Regions from separate parts of the Sus scrofa genome. Here all the other regions are linked to region 3. The links are chromatin contacts, called in public HiChIP or PLAC-seq maps. All regions are on one chromosome and are shown on one strand. Each heading gives the region's core, a stretch centred on a gene start, on an enhancer-like site or on the middle of the called end of the contact. The rest is flanking DNA. Distances are from core to core; before and after follow the strand shown. Region 1 overlaps MED13L (mediator of RNA polymerase II transcription subunit 13-like). Region 2 overlaps MED13L (mediator of RNA polymerase II transcription subunit 13-like). Region 3 overlaps C14H12orf49 (UPF0454 protein C12orf49 homolog).

Region 1 (2,878 bases), core at 41-2,540, 490 kb before region 3:
ACCCTAGTTGGTATCAGAAATTAAGCTAACTGAATGGTCATATCAGTTACATAATAGAATATTAATAATGGAAATGTCAAAGAAGGCCATCAGCAGAAAATTATCCTGTTCTGGAACTTTATCACTATCCTCTTGATGCTTTATGATTTGCCTTCACATTAATCATGTGAATAAAGTGTATATAATATGTTTTTCTTCCAATGATTGATTCTCTGAAAACCCTTAGGAGATGAACTAAGTAGAAGCTGTAAGTACAATAACCTAACCACTTTTAAAATTTCTATCCCAGATTACAAAGTATGTACGAAATATTTAAGAATTATATAACAAATGTTACACTGCAAATTTTACATGGACAAATCCATTAAAAATGTATTTTACAGGAAACAAAAATCTTTTTAGGGCTAGAATGGTGATTTACATGTAGTAGGATTACTCAGCTGATTTGATAACTCTACCATATTCACTACTCTTTGGGAAAACAGTTCCGTACTTCCTTTCCAAACTGATATTAAAATGAAATTTTAGAGTTCCTGCTGTGGCACAATGGATTAAGAATCTGACTGCAGCAGCTCAGGTTGCTGCTGAGGCATAGGTTTGATCCCCAGCTTAACCCAGTGACTTAAGGATATGGCATTGCTATGGCTGTGGCGTAGGTTGCAGCTGCAGCTGAGGTTCAGTCCCTGACACAGAAATTTCCATATGCCACAGGTGTGGCCATTAAATAAATAAGTAAGTAAATAAATAAATAAAACTTCACAGTTAGGATCAATAATCTCACCTAGAACCAAAAGACGATTTATTGAAAATCACCTGGGGGAAAAAGTTATCTTTTACGAAGTACTGAGAACAGTGATTCTCAACCCTTTTAAAAAAAAAAAAAATCTGAGATTAACTATCATCATTAACAGTGTCTCATAATGGTACTGATTTTTTCCCCCTTTTTTTTTTTTTTTTTTTTTTGCATATGGAAGCTCCCAGGATAGGGGTCGAACTGGAGCTGCAGCTGCTGGCCTACACCACAGCCACAGCCACAGCAACAGCAACGTGGGATCTGAGCACCACAGCCACAGCAACAGCAACAGCAACGTGGGATCTGAGCACTGTCTGTGACCTATACCACAGCTCATGGTAATGCTGGATCCCTGACCCAGTGAGCAATGCCAGTGATTGAACCTGCATCCTCCTGGATACTGGTCCAATTTGTTTCTGCTGTGCCACATCAGGAACTCCAGCACTGATTCTTAAAGTGGGAGTATATGCAATGAAATCCAAGTTGTGATTGTAAAATCTAGCCACTAGGGGGTGTCCTTAAAGCAAATTTATTTACACGTTTGAGGCAGGTTTAAGTGACTTGGAATCATAACTGATGTGCCTAATCGCTAATGATATTGCTCCTTCTAGCAACTTCAACATTTTAACAGATATACAGTAACCACTGAACAGAGTAAGATACAATTTATAGGTCTGAATCAGAACTTAATAAAGAGTAGATGCTCCATGCTCTGACCTGGGCTAGTGTCTAAGGCAGAGGTATATAGAGAAGCAGTGGGTTGGGTTCCCTAATCCAGGTGCTCTAAGCACAACACTGCAGTGTTCAGGTCACTTCCTCCCTCAGGGCATCAGTTTCTTCATCTAAAAGGGAAGGCTTGACTAGACGTGTGATTCTCATCAGGCTTTTTTTCTTTCCTTTGTTTATTGGGGGAAGAGAAAGCCTCCATCATATTGAGGCAAGAAAAAAGGTGAGAACCTCTGGATTAGACGACTTTTTAACATGTTACCTAGTTAATTATATAATCCTGAATAATTTACCCTCTCTCGGCCTCAGGTATTTATTTATAAAACAAGGGTAGACAAAGACAATAGAAAGGGTTTCAGACCTAAACTTTCATTTCCATTAGAAAAGCTCCTCTTTTATTTATTTTCTATAACAGAATTCTATATATCTTCAGATAAAATGGCACTTGCTGCTGCTAAGAAAAAAAGAAAAGAAGAAAGCCTAAATCCCCAAGTTGATCCTCAAGTCATCTTGATGTGACAGTATTTTACCCTTAAGGAACATAAAATAATTCACAGAATTAGTGATACAATCCAAGCCAGAAACTACCACAGAACCACTGGAGATACTGTATAAACGATAAGTTCTGAGATTGAAAAACAAGTCTTCAGATGTAGCAGCAACAAGATCAATAAGTTTTCTTTAAAACAAGGCTAAAGACTTTAATAGACTTAGGTTACATTTGAAATACATTCATCATCTTTAACTTTTAGTCCCTATTCCCCTTCCGAAGCCAAAGGGCAGCTACTCGTCAATTTTAATATAAAATTAACTTGTAAGTGGTGTATCTTAAACCATGAGTCTGCTTCACAAAATGTTCAAACCATATTAAATTATAGATCTTGATTAACAAAGTAGATATTTGGAAAATAATGAAACCATATAAATTCACTTGGAGTTAAAATGACAATGACTTAAAAATAGCTTTCACTTCATTTACTAAGTATTCTAGCTATGCTACAAAATTTTATCTCATAATTCTTTCACTAAATTAGTTTTTAAATTTTCTCTAAGAAATGTAATAAAGGCATTTTCCACTTAGGGCTACTCAACTTCTTTGATTCTACCTATCACAGTTATATACCTCAGTCTTCAAAGCCTCAGTCATCTTGATAACTTTTGTCAAAGGTAAAAGAGAACAAACAGAAAAAACTATGGATAAAGTGAGATTCCACCTGCTAAAGATTCATGTTAAAAAGTAGTTTTCACCATTTTTATTATCAGATATTCTTTAGGAAGACGCTTAATCTCTCTAGCTTCAATTTCCTCATTTGCAAAGTGGAATAATAGCTCCCTTATTTTTTTGTGCACGTTAAATGA
Region 2 (3,163 bases), core at 90-2,589, 340 kb before region 3:
GTTTCAAACCAATATTAAAGCTATGCATAACCAGTTATTGTAATTATATAAATGAAGGCTATAAACATTAGGTGGCAGCAGCAGTACACTGCACTATAATCCTGAAATTGATTTTTTATATCCTCATATATAGAAATCCAATCCATAAATGGAGCTACACAAATACTCTAACATACAAAATGTGCAAAGAGAATTGATAACACATAACAAAACATAAAAATAAAATTATCTTGGCATCCAGATTTCCAAAATTATTTAATGAAATAATTGAGCAATATCAAAAAGCACTGACGAGTTCCTATAAATGTATTCAAATTTTGTTTTATACTTGCTCACTCACAATCCATATCGAAGGAACCAAATCCTACCTTCAAAATTGTATCTATGATATGACCACTTTTTCAGGCCTCCGCTCAAATGTCACCTTAATCAGTGAGACTTTCTATCACCATTCTAATTTAACTGAAATAGAGTTGATACAATGTTGTGATAATTACTGCTGTACAACAAGGTAATTCAGTTACACATACATCCATTTTTTCAGATTCTCTTCCCATATAGTTATTACAGAATATTAGGTAGAGATCCCCTTGCTCTATACATCAGGTTTCCAGTGACCATCCATTCCATACACAATAGCATGTGACCATTCTATTTAAAATAGCAACTCTACTCCTGAGTACTTCATTTTCTTCCATGATAGTAAATGGCATCTGATATACTATTTTGTGTTTACTTCTTTACTATCTCCTCTATAATTTAAAAGCCACAACAAAAAAAGATTTTAGTATGTTTTCTTCACTGTTTGTTTCCAGTGCCTGTAAGTAACTAGTGGTAGTCAATTGTTAGCAAATGACTACTATCATCAAACAAGCATATAACAATAATTTCACAGTTGTTTCTTACTTAAGACACAGACTACATTAAAAGTTCAAGACTACCACTGATTTATTTACTACCTTTAAGTTCAGGTAGTAAATAAATTTGAGTATGTATGTATAAAAATGAAGTGACCCTTTTTTAATACAAACATTCTAAAGCAGTATGAACTTAAGTGTGTTACATTAACTTAACATAAGAATTCTTTTTTAAATATACTGATATGTCAGAATTATATTTCTTAAAAATAAGAACTCTTTTTAGTGTCCTTAAATATTAGAATTGCATGCAGCCAAGCTCTTCCACTCAAATCAAAGAGATGAATTCAAAATTGTCTGCTACATTTTATCTTATCTACCAGCAAGCGTTGTGGGTTCAGGCTCTGTTGGCTTCAGAGAGAGAAAGAATTACAGGTTTGCTCTCCACCAAATGACTCTGTAATCGCTGTTGATTGCTTAATTCTGATCTACATCAGTAGCTAACCACTGATTATGAAATGCTTAGATTTAGTCTGTTTTCTTTACTGTTTACATTCTATAGAATAAACATTTGGGCAAGAGATGGAAATACTAAAGAACCTCAAGAAATTTTCAAAATACCCTTAAAATCCTCACATATCTTTTATCAAATTGATCACTATTATAGTTAACCTCCTAAAAAGTGATTTTGAGAGCATTTAAACACATGTGTGAAAAAGCCATCACTTTCGCTTCTTAACTGTAATATGCGGCAAGCGTTTTTCACTGTTCCAAAGAAAAGGTTACAGAGTTCCCATCGTGGCTCAGCAAAAACAAATCTGACTAGCATCCACGAGGACACAGGTTCAATCCCTGGCCTTGCTCAGTGGGTTAAGGAGCCCGCACTGCCGTGAGCTGCAGTGTAGGTCACAGACGTGGCTCAGATCTGGCATTGCTGTGGCTGTAGCATAGGCCAGTGGCAACAGCTGTGATTAGACCCCTAGCCTGGGAACCTCCACATGCCACAGGCTGAGGCCCTAAAAAGACCAAAAAAAAAAAAAAAAAAAAAAAAAAAAAAGGATACAAAATTGCTTGAAAAGGGTTCTTATTTTTGTTTCACTTTGTATTGTTTTGTTGTTGTTCAGAGTAGGGAGGGGGAAAAGGAAGGGTAATGGAGCATGAACAGAAATTTTAGAATTTAACAAATGGGAAATATTTTTCTTCCTCCTTCAGCATCAAACTAAATGAGGCCATGGGCTACTCTGCCACATCAATGTACACAGAAAATTATCATACAACATTTTATGCACATAACAAACAAAATACAACACAAGATCATTTCTCGGTAACAAATTAACTAAAAAGAAACAATGATAATCTGAGCCTTAAAAATTTGGGCATACCCTTTCCTCTTAAATTGGCTTAGAAAGATCTCAATTACAAATGGGTAGTGCTCCATAATTTCATTTGTAAATCACTGGTTTGGAATTCAAAATTTTGTTCTCCCAGGAAACATTATATAAAGCAGTTAGGTTCCCAGCTTGTCCATAACAGCTGATATTACCTTGATTTATACTTCTTACGAGTTGACTCACTTTCATTACTCTTCTCGGGGACCTCTTTTTCTATGGGGTTTTAATTAAATTGTGTATTAGTTGACTTCCATGGTCCAAGCTAGATATAACCACCATGTTTTCTATATATTGCTATGAAAAGAAGCAAACTGCAGGACAAGGCAAAAAAGTAGTTACCCCAGAACATTTTCATTCCCATGTCTCTGGAGAGGGCAAGACCCTGATGAGTTAGTTGTTCATGTTCATCAATGGAATATATTAAAGTTACAAATCTTCAACTATGTAAATAAGTATACAAAACCTATTTTCAAGCAAAAAAGAAAATCACAACAATTTGTACCTTTATAAAATCAGGTTATGGATTGGCTAAAAGAGACCACACACATATACCTCCTTAAAATGCCCAATTATTTAGCCAATGCTAGATAACTTAATAAAAGCCAGGTGGCTATACAGAGCCACAGAATACTCACACATGCAGCTTATCTTAGCTTGGTTTTTTCTTCATGCCTGGATTCCACATGTCACATACTAGAAAGGGTCTTGACTGAACTGAGAAATTCTTGCTATTCCACTGTCCCAAAGGCTTAACTCACCATTTGGAAGTACTCACACCATGATTCCATTTAAAAGAATGTTTGAAAATAAACTTTCCTGATTCCTAAATTAAACTTAGCAGCAACAAGACCACATCTTCATCTAGGATGAGAAAGCAAAGTTGACGCCAAAGTATTCCTGAGAATTCCTGCCCTC
Region 3 (3,005 bases), core at 286-2,785:
TTGAGACCATATTTAAAAAGCAAAAAAATTATAACAGCTGCATTGTATATTTTGTCAAGTGCCTTGGATTTGTGGAAGGGATTTTGTTCTATAAATATAATTATTAGTTGCCATGATTATACTAATAACCAGGGGGATGGCACAGAGCCGTGCCTCCCCAGCAGGGTGGGCTGGATAGGGCTGGGTATTCCCTTTGCTGACTTGCTTCACTAGTTGACTAACAGACCTTATTCCCTGGCTGAGCTGATCACATCCTGCCAAAGCCAGCTTCCCGAGTGGAGGGGGAGTGAGAGTGAGTGCAGTGGGGTCCTGGGGGGAAAGCAGCCTGTGTTTGCTGCTGCTTTGACAGTTGAGGCTCCGAGAGGGGCTGGCAAACAATGGGAAATGAAACATTTGAGTGGTTGCAAAAAATTCCGTGGGAAATCCCCCCTGGTGGTATTTATGTGCGCTGGCAGTGACAAGGGGAGCTTGGGGCTTTCGATTTCAAGGGTTCCTGAGCAGACCACAATAGCGTTCTGAGATGGCAATCCCAAGAAACAGCTCTCCTGGGCCTCAAAAGGCTGGCCTGTGTCTGTCCAGGGAAGATTAGGCCACGTGCACACTGCTGGCCATGAGCTGCAGTGGCTTGTCGTGGGCTCATCCACAGTTGTTGACCTCTGGCCTCCCAAGCTTATGCTCTAAGACAAATCCCTTCAACGCTTCCCCTAGATCTTTCCTGGCCCCAGGAACCTAGGGCGGGGGTGGGGGAGGCGGTTGGGAGGGAGGGGGTGTGTGTAATATGACTGGCAGCGTTTCCCTTGGGCTTAGCCCGCCTGCAGAATTGTGGGAACCTTAGTTCCCTGCAACCCCCTCCCCACTATCTAATTGAAATAAAATTCAAAGTTAAGGCTTTCTATGCATTCTCCTGGCATTTGGGGCCTCCTCCTGCTTTCTCCATTCCCATTTATAATGGATATTTATTTGTCTGTTGCTCCTCGCACCTTCATTGAGAGAATAAAGTAAACTGATATTAACCAACTCTTGTTTTGCTTTCCTTTGAACTAATACATATTCAAAATACTTAACCACTCTTGCTAATGTCTTGCTGCTGTGATAGAATACATGTGTTTATAGATCCTCTTAAAAGTGAGGTTTATGGATTTTTAGAAATACACAGTAGATGAGAAAACTGAAACCTAAAGGGATTACATGTGTATTAGTCAGGAAGTTTCAGTTGCAAAGTGACAAACTCCTAACTTGAAGGGACTTAAGCCAGATCAAAAGTGTATTGGCATTTTTCACTGAGAAGCAAGGGCTACATTAGCTTCAAGCATGGCTGGATCCAGGCTCTCCTTTAGGTCTTCAGGGAATTTGCCTCTCCCTATCTCTTGGGCTCTGCTTTTCCCTGTTTAATTTCAATTTCAGATTGGCTCTCTCTACCTGTTTTACATCTTTGCAGAATCAATTCAAGGCTTTCTCCTGGTTGCCTCTGTACAAGCCAGGTCTGGTGGTGCCCGTTGCTCAACCAGTGACTAGGGCAAGGCAGATGGAATGATCTGACCGCCCAGGCCCCAATCACGTGTTCACTGTTGAAGCTAGCAAACCACAGGGACTGACTGAGAGTGAATAGTTCCCCCAAAGAACATGGGATGCCCTTTCCAGAAGGAGGAATGGATACTGGGTGGGCAGAAAGTCATGGTGTCCTGTACTTGCTGCCAGGAAAGGGCTCACACAGATCCACATTCCGCCTCTGGAGAATGCTGGAGACTACTGTGGGCACCCCCCTCATGCTCTATCCAGCCCTGGGACTCTAGCCCTGCCCCTACCCCATGAACTCATTCCAGTTGGCAGTTTTCAAAATGTGCCCCCTGGGCACTCCTGGAAGGAAGAAGACAGTGGAGGGGAGCAAGAAAGGAAGGGTGACAGAAGCTCAACGGCTGGGACTCTAGGACCCCCACCCCTATTTCAAGCACCTGGCAATTCCCATGTCCTTTTGTATATTCAGTTCCTGTGTACACATTTATTTAAACAAACAGTTCCTCATATTTTTAAAACTTGCAAATCTAGTGATTTTCTGTAACCCTTGCCCACTCACTCACTCATTCATAAATAAGGAACAATAGCCAGAAAGGGCGAGAGTCTGACCAAGGCCACGTGGACAGCAACAACGTGCAGAGTCTAAGAAAAAAACACCTCAGGATTCCCCTGTCCTGCCCTTCCCACCGCAGCCTGGAGAGATCCATGTTAGAGACCGGCGGACAAGACCAACACACATACCCCTGCCGTACATCCCTGACTGGTTAGCTAAAGGGTGCAGATCTTAACACGGATGGAGTGGCTTCCCAGAGCAGAGCAGAAAGAGGGAAACTTTGTGTGGCTTTTTCTCTGATCTCTGGGTATATAAGCAGACACTGGGGACTCTCCCGGTAGGTAAAACTCTGCCAGAATGGAGAAAAACAGCCAGATTCTGCTACTCCCCGCCTCGTACGCTGAGCTTACATCACCATCCCAGAAAAACTTACATGAGTAAGCCATGTGCTTCTGTGTAAGATGTTTACAAACAACTTCTCTGCTCTGCTCTCCCGTGTCTGGAAAGCTCGTCTCCAGGCACCAGCCCTGCTGCACATTTCAAACCCACTTCTCTGCAGCACTGGTCACTGCTAATCATCACAGCTAAACTTTTTGAGTGCTTACAGTGTTCCTGAAACCATGTGCTAAGTGCTTGACAGGTGTTGCTTCACTGAATCCTCCCAAGAACCCCATACAGAAGGTACTATTCTCATCCTCATTTTACAGATGAGGAGAGGAAGCTGCAGAGAGATGGATTAATTTCTCCAAGGTGCTCACCAGCTCCAGACTCTGGCAATCAGAGTCAAGAGTGTGAGCTCTTGGTTACATTGCTACGCGAGGTGCATGATGAGGGTTTTAGATACGGAAGATGTAGTTGTAGCCGCACCTGTACCCAAACAGACAGAAAGTTCTCTGCTTCCTTTCTCCTTTCCTACACTTTCTTGCCTGGTGTCTCC

Evidence for each region. HiChIP or PLAC-seq counts read pairs in DNA pulled down with a chosen protein or histone mark.
Region 1: an H3K27ac HiChIP or PLAC-seq map of alveolar macrophages shows a contact between it and region 3. The contact joins two enhancer-like sites. A contact is called at or near these places in 2 of 2 datasets of contacts at active chromatin or transcription factors (alveolar macrophages and skeletal muscle).
Region 2: a contact with region 3 is called in an H3K27ac HiChIP or PLAC-seq map of alveolar macrophages. The contact joins two enhancer-like sites. A contact is called at or near these places in 1 of 47 Hi-C or Micro-C datasets (epiblast stem cells) and 1 of 2 datasets of contacts at active chromatin or transcription factors (alveolar macrophages).

Annotation. Positions count from the first base shown.
Region 1 is chr14:36,341,998-36,344,875 of Sscrofa11.1, reverse strand. The region is part of intron 14 of MED13L (mediator of RNA polymerase II transcription subunit 13-like); the gene reads right to left. Among named protein-coding and RNA genes, the nearest start is that of MED13L, 280 kb to the right of the region's middle. Within about 2 kb of position 1,290, at least 3 of the 83 cell types and tissues checked have an H3K27ac peak or open chromatin away from gene starts, as enhancers often do. A contact at or near this core is called in alveolar macrophages, where this site is marked.
Region 2 is chr14:36,192,662-36,195,824 of Sscrofa11.1, reverse strand. All of the region lies in intron 2 of MED13L (mediator of RNA polymerase II transcription subunit 13-like), which reads right to left. Among named protein-coding and RNA genes, the nearest start is that of MED13L, 130 kb to the right of the region's middle. Within about 2 kb of position 1,339, at least 1 of the 83 cell types and tissues checked has an H3K27ac peak or open chromatin away from gene starts, as enhancers often do. A contact at or near this core is called in alveolar macrophages, where this site is marked.
Region 3 is chr14:35,856,046-35,859,050 of Sscrofa11.1, reverse strand. The region is part of intron 4 of C14H12orf49 (UPF0454 protein C12orf49 homolog); the gene reads right to left. Among named protein-coding and RNA genes, the nearest start is that of C14H12orf49, 150 kb to the right of the region's middle. Within about 2 kb of position 1,535, at least 11 of the 83 cell types and tissues checked have an H3K27ac peak or open chromatin away from gene starts, as enhancers often do. A contact at or near this core is called in alveolar macrophages, where this site is marked.